2 separate regions of the Callithrix jacchus genome follow, and region 1 is linked to region 2. The links are chromatin contacts, called in public Hi-C maps. All regions are on one chromosome and are shown on one strand. The core of a region is the stretch at or near the end of the contact, and the rest is flanking DNA. Distances in the headings are between cores, read along the strand shown. Region 1 holds the start of CCDC80 (coiled-coil domain containing 80). Region 2 holds the start of CD200R1 (CD200 receptor 1).

Region 1 (2,700 bases), core at 70-2,569, 280 kb after region 2:
ATGAAGCCTGCAATCTATGACTCCAGTGGACTGAGGGTCTCTGCCCGAAGCCCTCTTTTGTTAATGTCTTCACAAGGTTCTGAGGGAATGCCTCAGCAGGGCCGGCCATCCTTCCTGGTACCCCTTGGACTTCAAGGTGTAGGCTGGCAGCTCTACAGTTAACCTCTATAAAGGACTTTCTCAGTCCCATGCTTGTAGCTTCTGTGAAAAAAGCCAAATGTGACCAGGGCAAGATGGGACTGATCAGGGCGTAACAACTAGGGGTGAAGTCTGATCCAGTGAGGGATGCTATTTGCATGACTGAGCTTGCAAGGAGGTTTCTGAGGATCCTGGCTTGCCACTGTTGGTGGCAGTTAATAGTGACTTGGAAAGTCAGCCGCCCAGCATGGTCAGAAGAAATATCCACGTAACCTGAGGCCCCTTCCTTCTTCACTGAATCCTCATGGGAGACCCAGGAGGTGGAAGCCCAAAGTTGCCTCACTCTCTCTTTAGGAACCTGGTAAGGCTATGTCTATGGATTACCTAAAGTCCTTCAGACATCTAAAGCCTCTGCAGAGGAAAGTACTGCACTACACACACACACACACACATGTGTGCTTATGTGTGCACATGTGCACACACACACACATACACACACACACACACACAATCAATGACTCGAGACCTCCAAGGAGGCCCTTAGTCTACCATCTGCAGCCAGAGCTTTGAAGCTAGAGATGATAATGCCCATTCCCTGATGTAACAGTCAACTGCAATCTCCACTTGCAGCCATTGCCTGCATTTCCAATCTTTTACCAGCTTCTTTACATGCCAAAGAGAAACTAGGACCAAGAATACAGTAATATGATCCCCAATTAGCATAAAATAAAAACAAGCTAGTCATGTTTTCCATGGGCTTTTCCAACCTCCAACTAAAAGCACAAAGCAGGGAGAAAGATATACAAATACACACATGGGACTATAAATACATATATACTGTCTGTGTCTGCACAGCCAAGCACCCTGACCGAAATAAGTATCTGTCTCTAAAAAAAGCCTGCGGCCTGATGCAGAAATCTGAGAATTTCCTCCTTCCAAAGTGCAGTGTAAGAACAGACTGGAAGAGAGGGTACCTCAATGACTTGGTTTGGAAGGGGTTAAGTCCCCAGTCATCTTATTCTAAAGTGATTTATGATGATGTGTGGAGTTTCAAAATGTTCCCCCACCCCAAAGAACAGCCCCACTCCCTCCTCACTGAGTCCACTCTGAACGTGCTGAAATGGGAAGGAGGCGGTGTTTTGCTGATCTGTTAAATTCTTAGTGAAGTTTCCTTGATTTCCAGTGGCTGCTGTTGTTTGAGTTTGGTTTGGAGCAAAACTGATGTAGTCCTAACATTTCTGGGGCTGAATCCAGGAAGAGAAAGAAGAAAAAGCAGAAGAAAAAGAGGAGGAAAAAGGTAGGGAGAAATAAAGGGAGGAGAGAAGCATAGGAAAAGAAAAAAAAAGTCCTTTTTCAACATCACATTCCTGTGTTTTCCCTCAGCCTGGAAAACATATTAATCCCAGTGCTTTTACGCCCGGAAACAAAGAGCCTAAGCCAGACTGTGGGGGAAAGGGAGATAAGAAGAGGGAAAGAGTGAGACTCAGAAATCGCCAGGACTGGACTTTAAGGGGCGTCCTGTGTCGGCACAAGGGACTGGCACACACAGACACACGAGACCAAGGAGAAACTGCAGACAAATGGAGATACAAAGACTTAGAAGGACAGCTCCTTTCACCTCATCCTACTTGTCCAGAAGGTAAAAAGACACAGCCAGAAAGAAAAGGAATCGGCTCAGCTCTCAGATCAGGGCAGGCTGTGGATCTGTGGCGGTGCTCTGAAAGCTGGAGCTGCAGCACACCCCTTTTGTATTGCTCACCCTCGGAAAAGAGAGAGAGGGCTGGGAGGAAAAGTAGTTCATCTAGGAAACTCCTGGGAACCAAACTTCTGATTTCTTTTGCAACTCTCTGCATTCCATCTCTATGAGCCACCATGTAAGTGTGTAATCCTTTCTGCCTTTGGTCTGTTTACTTGTTTCTTTGTTGCTTATTCGAAGAGATGAAATGTGAATGTTGTCACAATTAATATGCTAGTTTGCATTTTATTTGGAACATCCACAGCATTTAGTTGAAACAGTGCAAGCCTGCTGCCTGGGGAACTGAATTGGATTTCTTGCTTAATGTAACTGTCTCTGCTAAACACTGACAAATTATAGGGGCTTGAAAGTAACAGGATCTCATCCCATTTTCCATCTCCTGACCTCCCTCCTTCTTCTCTAACCACCCTTTCCCCCTCCCCTTGGCTGGGATGGAGAAAAAGAAAACCACCAGTTAAATGATTTTCTGTTTCCAGTTAAATGATTTTCTGTCTTTATTTCCCCTTCCCCTTTGTCTTATGACCTCAGAGCATCGCAAAGTGGATCACACAATGACATGGAGAATGGGACCCCATTTCACCATGCTGTTGGCTCTGTGGCTAGTGTGCGTCTCAGAACCCCACCCCCATGCCACGATTAGAAACAGCCATGGAGGGCGGAAAGTGCCTTTGGTTTCCCGGGACAGCAGTAGGCCAGCTCGGTTTCTGAGGCACACTGGGAGGTCTCGTGGAATCGAGAGATCCACTATGGAAGAACCAAACCTTCAGCCTCTCCAGAGAAGGAGGAGTGTTCCAGTGTTGAGACTA
Region 2 (2,700 bases), core at 91-2,590:
ATAGTGTCTCAGTCCATTTCTGTGTAACTATAATGTAATACCACAGACTGGGTAATTTATAAAAGAAATTGATCTCCTACAGTTCTGGAGGCTGGAGAGTCTGAGTTTGAGGGGCTGGCATCTGGTAAAGGCCTTCTTGCTACATCATAACATGGCGAAGGGTATCACGTGGCTAACCAGCAAGAGTGTGTGTGTCAGCTCAGGTCCCTTTTCCTCTTCTTATAAAGCCAGCAGTCCCATCATTGGGGTCCCGACTTGATGACCTTTCCTAATCCTGCTTACCTTCCAAATGCTGCACCTCCAGTCAGCATAGGAATTGGGGGATTAGTTTCCAACATGACATATAAAGGACACATTGAAACCACAGCACATAGATTGCAACCTACACTTGAGTCATCTGATTGCACAGAGAATTCTAGTCCTTAGAACTGAATTAAGGTGATTCCTGATTGCTATGTTTATGGAGTCCTGGCAGAAGTAAATGAAATTCCTCTATGGAGGGAGACAAAATTTTGCAGGGCCTCAAATCATTTCCAATTTTTCTGCAATTTGAGAAAGAAATCACAATGCCTGGCACATGAGGAGATGACATTTCACAGAAAGAACCAATAGACAATTACCCACAGCTACTTCAAATATTGGAATGATCAGACAGAGGCTTTAAAATATTATTTTTATATTCCAGGAGATAAAAGACTAGAAGTTTTGGTGGAAAACTAAAATTATTAAAATGGTAGCAGATTTGAAAAACGAATCAAATAGCATCTGAGAACAGAAAACAAAAAATAGAGTAAACAAAAACTAAGAGGCCGAACTGAAGTTTGAACCCAGGAAGTTCAACTTAGGGGCCACCTCAGTAACAGCTACTCCCAAAACCAGATAAAAAATTCTGACACTCTTAAACTGCAAATTTAGCTATTTAGAGTTTAGCCAATTTAAACTATTTTTCAGTTATTCACTGAAAACATTACATTATCTTATAAAAGACAGACAATGTGGTCCAATATGTAATTTGGGGACAAAATTGTCAAGCTACTGATAGAATAAAACCATGATGGGTCAACAGAACATTCATCATTTCTTTGAGAAAAGCCCAATAAAATTTGAATAAAATTTCAGGCAAATACAAGCTTCTCTGACTGATATGATTTTCATGTTTCATATTCTTTTGTTAGAAAGTTATATAGAACTAATTTACTTATTAATGAATACTGTCTGAGACATTTAAGGTAAACCCACTTGGCTCAGTCTGAAATATTTCCTTTTAAAATGTTCTGCTCTTCCTGACCTTAGTATCAGGGTGTTCTGGGGATCAGATGACACTTGTTTCTCTTCAGCATGCTTTGCCTTGATGTTAGTTTTTAGCCAAGGTGCATGACTGGGCTTTTCCTTTTAACAATTTATTTCCATATCTTCTGGACTCCTCAGTTGACACTTACAGATGAAAATTACCTGACTGCCTCAGGTAGGAAATATCTTAATGCAGAGCTCCTTCAAAATTATATTTTTTGGCGAGATTTTCCATTAATTTGGTTTCTTGGGAGTAAAATACAGTTGGCTGAGTGGAATATCATTGTGTGTGAGACTAGAATCCCTAGTAGATTATTTTCTAACATTTATTCAGTTGGCAGACACTGTGGGGTACCGTCAACCCCTTCAGTGAAGGACTTTGTAGCTCCATTGTTGATAGTGTTTTCCACAGTTCAGGGGTTGGCCTCTTCACGGATTGCCTTACCCAAGGATAGATGCGGAAGTGTTGGCCATTTCAGGCCAAGAGACGACAACTCTAAGTGGCAGTTTTAGCTCTGGGGCTTCCCATACGGTTAGCTGAGTCTGATGTGGCCCTACCTAACAGTTTGATTTCCCCTATTCACATCAGTTTCTGTTCCTTCTTATCCCCAAGTGATGATCTGAGGTTACTCCTTAAAATAATAACATTCTTTCACATTAAACTCCATCTTAGAGTTTGCATTCCGCAGTACCCAATGATGGCAATCTTCTCAAATTTTCATGCAATCAGGTAGGGAATCTGACATCCATCCATCCATCCATCCATCCATCCATCCATCCATCCATCTATCCATTTCTTTACACTACCGCTTTGAAAACAATTCTTAAATTTTATTTTATAGAGATGGGCTCTCGCTATGTTGCCCAGGCTCATCTGAAACTCCTGGGCTCAAGTGATCCTCCTGCCTCAGCTTCCCAAAGTGTTGGGATTACAGGCATGAAAGAGCATGCCTGGCAGCACTGTGTTTATTAAACCATTCTGGCAACTCAAAAGATTAATTTTTCTTTTCAACAACATTTCTTCAAGGTATGACATCTTTACTATCCAACGGGTGGTCATTTGTTATGTTTCAGCAGTTTCCAAATGACTTAAATTAAATGTCTAATGTTTAGGCATGTTAGCATACTTTGCGATCAAAATCTTAATGTGTAGTTATTTTTGGACTTGCAAAAATCTTAGCATTGGTTTCACCAAATTATCTCCAGATGGCAGCAGAGAGCAATCTTAATGCAAACAGATGATTAGAAACAGCACAGGGTTTGCTTATTAAAGAAAACAGACCAATTATGAGGTGGTATGGGGGTCTAATTAGAAGAAAGTGTGAATGAATAGATAGATTCAGTAGGGGTTAGAAATGTGGGAGATGTATTGGAGACAAAACAGTTACCATCTTCAGAAACGTAGGTAGT

Evidence for each region. Hi-C and Micro-C count contacts between places; a contact is called where the count stands out from the background.
Region 1: a Hi-C map of skeletal muscle shows a contact between it and region 2, with 17 times the contacts expected there. The contact joins the promoter of CCDC80 here to the promoter of CD200R1 in region 2. A contact is called at or near these places in 2 of 3 Hi-C or Micro-C datasets (both in skeletal muscle).

What each region holds. Positions count from the first base shown.
Region 1 is chr15:104,489,956-104,492,655 of calJac240_pri, forward strand. It overlaps CCDC80 (coiled-coil domain containing 80), which reads left to right and starts at 1,320. Exons shown (of 9, transcript XM_078352376.1): 1 at 1,320-1,435; 2 at 1,522-1,777; 3 at 2,423-2,700. The coding sequence starts at 2,446.
Region 2 is chr15:104,212,457-104,215,156 of calJac240_pri, forward strand. It overlaps CD200R1 (CD200 receptor 1), which reads left to right and starts at 1,341. Exons shown (of 7, transcript XM_078352385.1): 1 at 1,341-1,465. The coding sequence starts at 1,375.